Regions from separate parts of the Oryctolagus cuniculus genome. Here region 2 is linked to region 1. A link is a contact called in public Micro-C data. All regions are on one chromosome and are shown on one strand. The core of a region is the stretch at or near the end of the contact, and the rest is flanking DNA. Distances in the headings are between cores, read along the strand shown.

What was found. Hi-C and Micro-C count contacts between places; a contact is called where the count stands out from the background.
Region 2: a contact with region 1 is called in a Micro-C map of ear pinna, with 5 times the contacts expected there. The contact joins the promoter of PSME3 here to the promoter of BRCA1 in region 1. A contact is called at or near these places in 2 of 6 Hi-C or Micro-C datasets (ear pinna and psoas muscle).

What each region holds. Positions count from the first base shown.
Region 1 is chr17:19,833,092-19,839,674 of mOryCun1.1, forward strand. It overlaps BRCA1 (BRCA1 DNA repair associated), which reads left to right and starts at 4,429. Exons shown (of 23, transcript XM_017349213.3): 1 at 4,429-4,582; 2 at 5,797-5,894. The coding sequence starts at 5,815. It overlaps NBR1 (NBR1 autophagy cargo receptor), which reads right to left and starts at 4,277. Exons shown (of 21, transcript XR_519332.4): 1 at 3,819-4,277; 2 at 3,407-3,480.
Region 2 is chr17:20,082,246-20,088,820 of mOryCun1.1, forward strand. It overlaps PSME3 (proteasome activator subunit 3), which reads right to left and starts at 3,062. Exons shown (of 11, transcript XM_002719410.5): 1 at 2,774-3,062; 2 at 2,070-2,102; 3 at 1,890-1,952; 4 at 1,592-1,696; 5 at 758-806. The coding sequence starts at 2,815.

The DNA.
Region 1 (6,583 bases), core at 3,179-5,678:
CACTGAGCAACCCAAACATTCAATGGCCAAAACACCAGCCAAGAAACTACACAGGAGTAGCTTTCAATATCCTTCATCCAAGTTACTGTGCTATTTTGTAGTCTGAATTTTTTTAAATGGGGAATTTCAAACATGCATCAAAGTAAAGAGTAACACACGATCAACCCAAAGCCCCCCCCCCCCTTTTTTTTTTTTTTGGACAGGCAGAGTGGACAGCGAGAGAGAGAGAGACAGAGAGAAAGGTCTTCCTTTGCCATTGGTTCACCCTCCAATGGCCGCCGCGGCCAGTGCGCTGTGACCGGCGCACCGCGCTGATCCGATGGCAGGAGCCAGGTGCTTCTCCTGGTCTCCCATGGGGTGCAGGGCCCAAGGACTTGGGCCATCCTCCACTGCACTCCCTGGCCACAGCAGAGAGCTGGCCTGGAAGAGGGGCAACCGGGACAGAGTCTGGCGCCCCAACTGGAACTAGAACCCGGTGTGCCAGCGCCGCAAGGTGGAGGATTAGCCTAGTGAGCCGCGGGGCCGGCCTGAGTATCACCTTCTAAAAGATAAGAATAAACAAAACTAAACTACCATGCCATCATCGCACCTAAGAAGTGAACAATTCCTTAATCAAATATCTATTCTGGCCATTGTTTTTATTCAAGGATTTTGTTTACTGACGGATTGTTATGTTGAATTGGTTTGTTTTCATCACTATGAAAAACAGTATAAGTGGTCTGAAGATAGATATTAATTATACTGAAAACGCCAGCTCTTAAGCACATTCACCAGCAAATGTTTAATCTGCAGCTACAAAGAGCCAGATTCTATTCTAGGAATAGGAGATAAGAGATGAACAAGATTAAGGCCCAGAAGTTTCCAGTGTCAGAGGGGGAGGTGGCACAAGGGGTGGGAAGCCCTCTGTTCCACACACAGCTCTGGGACAATACTAGCCATGTAACTGTGAGCAAGTCAGTTAAGTCCAGAGCTTCAGCTCTCTAATCTGTAAAATAGATCTAATCTCTTTGCTTTGCCTGTCTCACAATGTTATTGTAAGGATCAGATAAAATCTGTGTGCAAATTCTTTGAAAACATTTTTCAAGTATAGAAATTAATACAATAGGGGCTGGCGCTGTATTGAGGCAGGTTAAAGCCCTGGCATGCAGCACCGGCAACCCTTATGGGCGCCAGTTAGAGTCCTGGCTGCTCCTCTTCTGATCCAGCTCTCTGCTATGGCCTGGGAAGGCCGTGGAAAATGGCCCAAGTCTTGGGCCCCTGCACCCACCTGGGAGACCCGGAAGAACCTCCTGGCTCCGGGCTTTGGATCCGCCCAGCTCAGGCCGTTGTGGCCATTTGGAGAGTGAACAAACGGATAAAAGACCTTTCTTTCTCTCTGACTCTATCTCTCTCTGTAACGCTTTCAAATAAATAAGAAATCTTTAAAAAAAAAAAAGAAGAAGAAATTAATATAATAGGGTACAGGTGTTCTGGTGCAGGTTAAGCCTGCATCCCATATCAAAGTTCTGATTCAGCTCCCTGCTAACATGCCTAGAAAAGCAGTGAATGACAGCCCAAGTACTTGGGTCTCTGCTACCCACATGGGAGACACAGATGGAGTTCTAGGCTCCCAGCTTCAGCCTAGACCAGCCCTGGCCATTGTAGCCATTTCCGGGAGTGAACCAGTGGATGGAAGAGTTTCTCTCTGCAACTCTACCTTTCAAGTAAATAAATAAAATCTTAAAAAAAAAAAAAAAGGACATTACTACAATAAACCAGTCTTCAGGGGTAGCCATTTGGCCTAGCAGTTTACAGTTGCTGGTTATGACACTCACATCCCACACTGAAGTACCTGGATTCAGTTCCAGGCTTTGGCTTCTAATCCAGCTTCCTGCTAATGCAGACTGGGAGGTAAAAGCGATGGCTCAGGTAGTTGGGTACCTGTCACCCATGTAGAAGACCTGGGTTGACGTCCCAGCTCCTGCTTCTACCTAGCTCAGACCCAGCCATTGCAAAGGTTTAGGAATGAACATGTATTTCCCTCAAATAAGTCTTCAGAAGCTTAAAAATACTATTTTTTTTTTCACAGTATAACGAACTACTCTCAAACAATACAACTGAGACTGCCACTTTAAAGACTCTGAAATCTCTGAAGATCGGGATTTCATTTTTATAAACTTACTCAATGATCTCTGCAAATTTTCCCATTCTTTTTCTCCACTTAAATTCACCACAAAGTAATGCCAGACTCGCAGCAATCCTACTGACTTCTAGCAGTCATTCACATGAAATACATCTCTTGGGGTCCTTATGATATGGGTAGAATCCCTGACAATTCCCTGTGACCTTGTGCAAAAAAAAAATCAGAGAAATGAAGTGACTAACTCAGCCTGCCCTAAGTGAATATTCTGAAATATACTTTTAGTTTCCAATGTCAAGAAACACATTCTCATACTTTTGAAAGTCCGGAAGGAAACCAATCTTCCTCCTTCTTGCCCAAATTATCCCATTAGAAATTAGTTCAGATACTTGGCACTCACCCAGCTGGTCTGCCAACGGGGAGCAAACAGGAAGTGGGAGATTCTAGCTTAGCTGGACCACAGCCAGGTCTTCATAAAGAACTGCCTATCTCTTTGGCGTTCATGTGAAAACTCTTTCAAACGAGAGCATAAATCTTGAACTTTGGAAATACTTCAACTCTGGCTCGTTCCGTGGCTCTATAGATGTAGGGCCCGTACAGTCAGGTAGCTGGGGCCCACGCCCTCGGCTTTCATAACTGGTATTATAAGTTCATGTCACTGACTCACCTTAGCTTGGCACAAGTCAGCTTTTCCTCTACGTCGGTTTTTTCTTCTTCTTTTTTTTTTTTTAGCCTCAAAAAAAATCCTTTTAATTAAGCAGACCTGGGACTGCGAGCTTTGATTACTGTCCTATCCGGGCTTTTAGTGTGATATGAAAGCTAGGTGTTTGACAAAAGAGATAAACAGTGCTTTTCCAATACCGAAGTTCCCTAAGGTCTCTGGACGCGGGTCTCAGAAAGGGGACGATGTGATGAGGGGGATGTGTGGGGAGCGTCTTCATCCTGCTCTTCCAGCCCCCCGTCTGCCTCGCACTCCATGTCCCCAACACACTGTCATCGCCCCCTAAGGAGTTACTCCTCTGCCTAGGCCCTCTTTGTACTGGGAGATCCCGACCTCCCGTCGGTACAAGCCAGGCGTTCTGAGCCACGGCCCCTCCATCCCGCCGGCGGCATCGGCTCCCTCGGTCCCTCCGAGCGCGAACGGCTCTCGTCTTGTCACTGAAAAGACTGGCTGCCCCTAGACACGGAAAAAGTCGCCCCTATTTGCAGGGTTCCTCCCCTGAACTTCCCCAAACCCATTCAGTGTGACGTGACCCCACTCCTAGGTAACCGCAGCAGCTTGCTTACCAGCTTCCCGCCCCCGGGGGGCGCCTGCCGGAGGCCAGTGCAAAGACCGTTCGCTGCCAGCTCTGCTGCTCTCCCTGCGGGCAGAATCTAACATGGCGGAGAGAGACAGGGCCTAGTCCCCTGTTTCCTCCGAGTTTCCGACAAGATGATTGGCTCTTACCCTTGTCCCTCAAAACGACCACCCCCCCATTGATTGGTTGAGACTGCCCTGGCGGGGGCGGGGAAGACACAACCTGACCCTCACAACAACAACAAACACCGGGGCCGAGGGGCGGAACTACGAATGCGCAGTCCGAGGCTGGGGCGGGTTACCCCTCCCCAAGCAAACTCCGCGTCCTCCGCCTTCCCTCAGGTCGCTGACCTTAGTGGACACGCGAGGCCTGACGGGAATTGTAGTCTTCCTGGAACTTACAGGTTCTTTAGCGTCCGCTCTTAAGATATAAACACCTAACAGCACTCCAGTCCATAGCTGTCGACGTGCATAACCGCGCGGATGGCTCCAGTCTTTCAACTACGTGTCGCGAGGATCGTGCCCGTTTCCAGAGTCGGGAGCTCTTCTCCATAAGACTACAGTTTCCAAGGAACACTGTGGCGAAGGCCTTTCGTTACGCAATGCATGCTGGAGATCGTAGTTTCTTTCCCCCGACAATCTTTTTATTTACCTAAACGGGGCACGTCCATTGCGGCGGAAAGGGTGAGGGGATGGGCTCTCTTCTTGCGACTGCTGTGAGCACTACCTTGCGCTCATATTCAGGCCTCAGGTAGTGATTCCAACCCTTGTCCAGCAATTACTGTGACGTAATAAGCTGTAACCAGAAGCGTAGAGGCGAGGGGGCGGCCACCTAATAGAAAACTCAGAAGTCTTTCTCCCGTCGCTTTCTAATTACGTCATGCGGGGGTGGGGTGGGGCAAGAGAGGATGGCCAATCCGGAGCTGGGAGGCTCCTGCTCCGCCCTTCCGCTGACGTCCTTTAATCTCGCAAGCTGAGAGGCTATAGCTCCGCGGGAGCGGCGGGTTTCCATGGCGACCGAAAGCGCGGGAATTACAGATAAATTGAAACTGAGACTGCGCGTCGTGAGTTTTCTGCGGCTTTCTGGACCGATTACAGTCGGGGGGCGGTTTCTCAGATAACTGGGCCCTAGGGCCCGGAAAGCCCGGACTCCGATCTGGTTAAAGGTGAGAGAGTCCCTAGGAAATGAAGAGGGAGCCAGGAGGTGGTCAGTTGAGAAACAAACAGCTGTGAGAAGAGTGGTCTCCCGAAGGAGAGCGAGATGGGCATTCCTCGGGCCGGAGGGTGTGGGGGTGAAATCTGAAGGGCCTACGGGCTGTGTGGCTCTGAGATGAATCCTGGGGAGGGGGGCAGTTTGAGTCACCAGGCGGGCACCGAGGATAAGGACAGGCCACGGTGTGTCCGAGGGAATCCGGGTGACCGGATGTGCAGGGGACACCTTGAGCGTAAGAATGCCAGAGGCAGGGACCTGGAAGAAGGCCCAGGATTGTCGGGGAAGAGGAGGAGACAGGATTTTGTGTGAGACAGAACCCTCTGGAATTGGATCCGTAGGCACTTTGGGGAGGGGACGGGAGAGATGTATGCTCCGGGTGCGTTGGTGCTGGAGCAGGTCTGTGGGACGCTCTGGGGAAAGGCAGGGGTGGCGAGTGTTCCTGGTGTAGGTTTTGCTGTGATTGGTGGCAGTGCCTTTGGTTTTAATCAAGAAAATGAAAAAGAAAGAAAAAAGCCAGCCTGGATGGCTGGAGAAAGCTGAGGCTGTCACCACTCACCCCATTGGAAACCTATATGTAAACTGTAGAGAATTCAAACCGTCTAATTACACAAGGCTTCGTGCAGAATTTTTTTTTTTTTTTTTTTTTTTTTTTTTTTTTTTGACAGGCAGAGTGGACAGTGAGAGAGAGAGACAGAGAGAAAGGTCTTCCTTTTGCCGTTGGTTCACCCTCCAATGGCCGCCGCGGCCGGCGCGCTGCGGCCGGCGCACCGCACCGATCCGATGGCAGGAGCCAGGAGCCAGGTGCTTTTCCTGGTCTCCCATGGGGTGCAGGGCCCAAGCACCTGGGCCATCCTCCACTGCACTCCCTGGCCACAGCAGAGGGCTGGCCTGGAAGAGGGGCAACCGGGACAGAATCCGGCGCCCCGACCGGGACTAGAACCCGGTGTGCCGGCGCCGCTAGGCGGAGGATTAGCCTAGTGAGCCGCGGCGCCGGCCCGTGCAGAATTTTAAAAAATAATGCCTTTTGTCATTAGCTCTATGGGTTGGTGTAATTCTAAAACTCCAAATTTCTCTTATTTTGAAATTATACTTAAAATTAAGTTGTCGTTTTTATACCCTTTTTAAGTGGTTTACTTATCCACGTGATTTTTAATTTATGTGTTAAAGTTCATTGGACAGAAAGAAATGGATTTGTCTGGAGTTCGTGTTGAAGAAGTACAAAATGTCCTTAATGCTATGCAGAAAATCTTAGAGTGTCCAATCTGGTAAGTCAACAGAAAAATATATTAATTTAGGATACTTCCTTTGATTATCACCAATGCAAATGAGTAGAACTGACTTTACATATAGGGAGACAAAATATGATCTGTTAGGATTAGGCTACTAACGTTGCTGCTTTTCTTAACTAAAGACCTTTAAAGACATAGAAAAGTACTCCTTTTCCTCCATTGTGCCTTTCTCACTCCCTCTGTACCCCCTCGATAGACATCCCTTGCGTTTCCTGGTGCACAGACTGTCTTGGTTGGTTCTGCATTGGGGCAGGAATCTAGTTTGAGTTAAGTGGTAAGTCTGGCTTCCAGCTCCAGAGTCAGCTTGACCACTTGGAGTGGATGGAGTTAATGAGGGCAAAATAAAGTCACAAATGATTGGCATCTGCGAAGAGATCAGATTTTTAGAGAACTTCTGACTAAAACTGCCCTGTACATTTTAAGAATACCGTAAATCATTAAAGTCTTCACTAAGTCTTACTGTTTGAGCCTTTTTCCTCTACATCTATAAAATGAAGAGGGGACTTGGCTATTCAAGTTGGCTTTTTAAAAATTGAGGTATGATTTGTACATGCAGTGAAATGCAGAGATCTTGGGGGCTTGGCGTTGTGGCCTACTGGGAAAAACCATTGCCTGCAAATGCCTGCATCCCATATCAGCACAGCTTCCAGTCCAGCTCCCTGCTA
Region 2 (6,575 bases), core at 1,812-4,311, 250 kb after region 1:
GGGAGGCCGGGGCATCTTCCACTCTCCTTCCCAGGCCAGTGAGGGCTCTGACCGCTGCCCTTCATCTGTCACAGTCCTACCACGGCACCACTGACAGAATCAGAGATGCACAGCTCAGTAGATAAGCATCCAAAGTATGCCCGAAGTCTAAGAACAAGAACGTTAAAATGGGGCCAGCACTGTGGCACAGCAGGTTAAGCCAACAGCAGCATCCCATATGGGCACTGGTTTCAGTCCTCGCTGCTCCACTTCCAACCCAGCTCCCTGCTAAAAAAGCAACAGAAGATGACCCAAGTGCTTGGGCCCCTGCCCCACGTAAAAGACCTGGAAGAAGCTCCTGGCTTCGGCCTAGCCAAGCCCCAGCCATTGTGTCTGTTCCAGAGGACAGATCTCTAATTCTGCCTTTCAAATAAACAAAGTAAATCTTTAAAGATAAATAAAATAAATCTTTAAAAATAAATAAACACCTTAAAGACGGAACACATCAACAACTACTGCTGAGAAGGAAATAAGTAACATGGCACTGGGGCTTCTCTGACCCGCGCGAGCTGTGTGGGCTGCTGCTCCAACCACTCCCCCTCAGCGGCCCACACGAGGTCAATGCTAAATGACGCCCCTGTCCGGGGGACTTGGGAACACTGGCTCTGGGAAAGCAGGTCTTGCTTCTGGGCTGAGGGAACGCCAGATCCATCCTACTTCCCAGGGCAAGCGGTCAGGCGGTCAGGGGGAGGTCAGGGGGCACCGGGGTGGCTCTTACCTTGGAAGGCCTCGTCACACTCATCCAATCTTCGCTTCTTGTAAGTGGGCTAAGGACACAAAGAGGCAGGAATCAGCCTGCCGTACACACCCACAAGACACCCTTCAAGCAAGTCAACTGTTCCTTGACCCTGTAGGTTGTCCTGTTCTTTTCTGCATAATTTCCCAAGTACATATAAAGCCTGAAGAAATGTTCTTGCCACCAAGCAACAACCTTGCAAGAAACACAACACTTTAAGCAACTGGGGGAAAGGGAGGACACTATAAAGAGCAGGAAAAAGGAACCAATCGAGGCACGGTGAGGATAATTAAGGGGATATGTACAAACTTGCTGGTTCCATGAGGGAACACCATATTCAGTTAACAAGAATTCAGCAATCGCTGGGCACTGGGAACAAAGCTAGGTGCCGAGGACACGAGGACAATGAAGACAGTTCCCGCCTGCAGACGTGCAAGTTCTACCGAGGAGACGCTGACAAAGAACAAAGCGTCATCGGTGTGCTAAGAGGACGCAGATGGTGACTGCACGGAAAAGGCAGGGTCTGCGACTCCACGGCAAGCGCCTCAGCCACGAGACTCAAGGCCGTGAAGCGGAGGCAAGAGGAGCCTGTTCAGCCTGGGAAGCGACGGGGGCCTGTGGCCAGGTTAGTGCACTGAGACTCCCTGGGGCGCATTCACCTCGTTTTAGACATGCACATCAGGGTCTGAAAGTATCCTGGAGCCATCATGCCAGACCCCAATGCCACCATCCCCCGACGTATGTTCCAGCTCCCCAGGAACTAGAAAACAGAGAACCTATTGCTTCAGAACACAAAGATAAACACGGGCCACTTACACCATCCAGTCCATCGTGGCTATTGGTGAGCAGAATGGGGTCAGGGACCGGGAGATTCATGTCCGAGTGGATCTGAGTTAGGTCATGGATGTTTAGGATTGGTTCCTGAAAGAGACAGGCCCACCCTCAAAACATTGGTCTTTTCAAGCTGAACAAAGAACCATTTCACTGGAAGGGCAAGCCGTGAGAGTGCTTTACAGCACAAAACAAAACAGAGTCAGCACACAACTGGTTCCATCTGACAGAAAGGGCAGGCCTGAAGACGCTGGGGAACTGAAGTAAGCAAAGTGTCTCTCACCTTCAAAAAACTATCAAGTTCTAACAACTTCTTTGGGAAAAAATTTGCCACCAAGTCTTCTGCCTAGATAAGGGAAAATACAACTGAATTAATGACAGAGGGAAGGGCTCCCTCTGCAATCACCTCCTCTTGGGGAAACTCCCAACTCCTAATCAATACGCATTTCTCCATTTCACTCACCTCACTTGTGATCCGCTCCCTGAAAGAATCAACCTAAAAAGAACAAAGACAGCAATTCAGGAAGAGCAATTCAGTACCTGGCAACAGAGGTAAGGACAGGATGGGGAATCCCAAACCCAGCTCTCTGCCCCTCACCTGGCGATTGTAATGAGAAGCTGAGAGGCCCCCAGACTGCAAATACTTTATTTTTTTGAGGATCCATTTCTCCATCTCAGGAGAGGAAAGCGGGGCTCGGAGACAGCACCCGCCTGTCTCCTCTCCCCTCCCTCCCTGCGTCTGAAGCTGTCTGAATTTGACAAAGACAGGGAGATGCGGGGATGTGAGATCACAAACGTGCCTAGCCCACCTCACACCTGGCCTATGACAGGAAGCGGGCCAGCCGCCAAGGGCAGGGGCAGCGCCCCCGGGGCGGGGGCGTCGCTGGGCTGGGGGACTCCCAGCTGTCACCGGCCGAAAGCAATGACTCCAACACGTGCCTGCAGAGGTCTCCCCGGGTTCTCCATCACCAGACGCGGGGACGGAAGGCCTCTCTGTAATACCCTTCCCCCTAAGGCCGTCTCCGGGCGTGGGGGGCTGGGCTGAGCCGGGCGGAAGCTCCGAGCCGGTGTCCCCAGGGAGACAAAGACACCACGGGGAGTAGGGAGGCGGTCAGACGGCTGGGGGACAGAAGCGAGGGGTGAGAAGGCCCGGACCGGTGCCGCTACCTTGAGCTTCACTTCCTGATCCACCTTCAGCAACGAGGCCATGGCCGGGCCGGGCCGTGTCCGCTCCGCTGGAGACCGGAGGCGCTGTGGGCTCCGGGGAGGGGCCAGGGGGACCTGAGGAATTCCGGCTGCCCTCGGGACCCGGCCGCCGTCTCTAGCTCACTCACTGCTCGCTCGCTCCCTCCTTCCGTGCGGTCCGTCCGCCTGCCCGCCTGCTGCCTGCTGCCTGCTCGCACTCTCCCTCGCCCTCCCGGCTTTCGCCGCTCACGCCGGAAGTTACGTCACAGCCAATCGCCGGGGCTCCCGCGAGGATGCGCGCGTACTCTGCGCAGGCGCGCTGTCTGTCGGGCTGGGGGCTCTGCGACTGGGACTGGTCGCGGCCGGCTGCTAAGCTGGCTGAGAGTGAAGCAAAAGGGAAGGTGGTAGGAGTTGGTTTTTTGAGAACTGAGCTTTCAAGAGACTCGGGGACTGTTTGGCTTTCTGTTGGCCCCGATTCGCCTTCCCCGAAGGGATTCTCAGGTCGCAGCTGCCCGCCAGACGACTCCGTCGCGCCCCAGTGACGTCGGCCGGAGGAAGCGGGTGGCCCGGGTGCCGAGTTCGGGATTTTAGTCTGTGATTCCCGCTACCTTTTCCCGTTGGCCGCAGCTCAAGTGCTGTGGCTAGAGACAAACACCTTTCATTGTACCATACGCTTCCAGACCTCAGAGGTCAACTACGTAATGGGCACACTGATGGCTGGATTAGTGCAGGGCGTGTCCCAGGTCCGCGGGGGCCCCCGCAAGCCGGCTCTCCTGACTGCTAGGGCGGTGCCTTATCCGTTTTCCTAACGGAGGCCTAAGGCGCACTCTTCACCCATTCGTTTGCATGTATGTTTTTTTGAAAAACAAGGCCTATTTATTTGAAAGGCAGAGTTGCGGGGGGGGGGGGTGTCTTCCAACCACTGGTTCAGTCCCCAGATGGCCGCAAAGGCTGAAGCCGGCAGCCAGGAGCTTCTTCTGGATCTCCCACGTGGGTGCAGGAGCCCAAGCATTTAAGCCATCTTCTGGTGCTTTCCCAGGCGCATTAGCAGGGAGCTGGATTGGAAGCGCAGCAGCTGGGACCTAACCGCAGCCCATGTGGGCTAAGCCACAACGTGGGTCCCCTAGTGTATCTCTTAACATTGGTTATTTCATTCAGTAAAGTGGGCCAGGGCACTGCGCTAGGCTATGAAACAGCACTCACTGTCCCAGAGCCTAGAAATATGTCAGTCCCATAGGTAGGTTAAAAACCATCTATTAGCCACATTTAAAACAGTAAAAGAAACAGGTGAAATTAATTTTATGCATGTTTAACCCAATTTATCCAAATTACAGTGTCTGTGGTTCCAAGTCTGGAGATTCAACCAACCACAGATAGAAAATAGAGGGAAAAACTAAATATGTTGAACTTGTTCAAGCGTTTTTCTTGTCATTATTCCCTAAAAATACATTATAACAACATTTATGTAGGGTTTACGCTGTGTTAGGTACTGTAAGTAATACAGACAAGCTATACATGGCAGGGTGGGGGGTGTTGAGTGGGTAAGATGGCTGCATACCGCGTGCCGTATGGAAATACCTGGTTCCAGCGAATACAGACCCTGGGAGTCAATGGTGACGGCTCAGACAGCTGAGTTCCTGCCATCCACGTGGGTGGCCTGGATTGAGTTACTTCCTTCTGGCTTCTTTGTGATCCTTTGCTGTGGATGTGCACAGGTTATACATAAATGCAAATCCTACTTCATTGTGTGTGTAAGGGACTTGAGCGTTCACGGGTTTGGGCGTCCACAGGAGTACAGGACCAATCCCCCAAGGATGCAGAGGCTTGACTACTGTCGTTTCAACATATAGCCAATATAAACACGCTGTGAGCTTACGTATCATTTTCCCATGCCAAATATTTGAAATGCTGTGTGTATTTTACACTTAACTGCACATCTCGATATGAAGGTGTCACGTTTGCTGTACTCAGTGGCCATGTGTGGCCAGTGGCTCCTGTGTTGAAGAGCACAGCTCTGGGAAATAATCGGTAAACAGGACTCGAGGTCTCTGGTTTTCTGAGGCTTAATATTGAAAAGGTTCCAGAAAATACACTGTGATGCAATTGTAAAATTTGGTAAACGTTAGAAAACAAGTGGCTTGCAGACAATACCAGGGATCTACAAGGATGAGCAGGAAAGGCCTGTCCGAGGAAGTGCCGAGCTGAAATCGAAAAGACGTAAATTGGTCAGCTGGGGAAGAGGGAGGAAGAGAACCTGCAAAGGTGAAAGTGCAGCTAGGGAAATGCCTCAGGAAGAGAAAGAGGTGTCGTGTGCAGAAAATGAGAGACCAGTGACCTGGGGTAGGAATGGGAGGATTGTTAGGGACCAGTTTGGCTGCCTGCCTTTTGGGGCTCATTCTTGCTGCGGAATGCTCATCCAGGGCTGGCCTCTGTATCACTACTGTGCGGTGCGCGGTGCGGGGGGGGGGGGTCTGCAGCTCAGCAAAGTACAGCAAGGACCACTGTGGTCTTCGCGATCAGAGACCTGGCTTCGTTCCCGCCTCCGCTCCTTCCTAACTGGAATCTTGGACAAATTACTAAAAACAATAATTCTATGGGGTTGGTGTGACTATTGGAAATAATATACGTCAAAACAGCTAGCACAGTGCCTAGACACAAGGCAGGCACTAGATAATAGTAGGCATTGTCAGATAAGCAATGTCAGAGGTTACTCCTTTATGGTAATTATCATCTGTGCTTTTAAGCCCAAAGCCCTTTTCCCCTTATTCAAGGCCATGTGCAACATACTCCACACTGTTCTTCCTGCTCATTAACATCTAATAATTTTCTCCCTTTGACCTCTGCTTGCTGTTAACAATGTTACTGGTAACTTTTGAGATATGATCTGAAATTTTAGTAATTATTTTCCAAATTCATCCTGTTTTAAGTATGCCAATTCTCTTTTTTCCTTCAGCCTTCATAACTTCAACTTGAAAACTTAGTGTTGTATTTGTTGAATATGGCTTTGTTCTCAAATAATCATGTTTCGTTTCCTTCAGTGGGTTGTAAAGACAAATACACATTCTTCCTCTTCCCCTATCCAAGTGTCTTACATAATAATCCACTCGATTGTAGAGTTAGTGAATGTTTGGAGGGTGCCACTATATTAACAAACACCATTCATTTCTGGTGCTTATAATCACATATGATCACTGATGGTTAATCGCACTTTAAATTCATATCCAAATTGGCATTGTGGCACAGTGGGTTACGCCACCCCTGGCAACGCTGGTCTCAGAGTGCTGGTTCAAGTCCCAGCTGCTCTGCTTCCAGTCCAACTTCCTGCTAATGTGCTTGAAAAGGCAGTGGAAGATGGCCCAAGATCTTGGGCCCCTGCCACCCATGTGGGAGGCCAGGATGGAATTCCAGGCTCCTGGCTACAACCTGGTACAGCCCTGGCTACTGCAGCCATTTAGGGGAGTGAATCAGCAGATGGAAGATCTCTCTCCCCATCCCTCTCTCTCTCTCTCTGCCATTCAGCCTTTCTTTCTTTCTTTTAATATTTATTTATTTATTTGAAAGGCAGAGAGAAAGAGAGAGAGAGAGAGAATTCTTCACTCCCCAAATGACTGCAACAGCCGGAGCTGTGCCAATCCGGAGCCAGGAGCCAGGAGCTTCTTCCAGGTCTCCCACATGTATGCAGGAGCCCAAGGATGTAAGCCATCTTCTACTGGTTTCTCAGGCATAGCAGAGAGCTGGATCAGAAGAGGAGCAGCCGGGATTTGAATCAGTGACCAAATGGGAT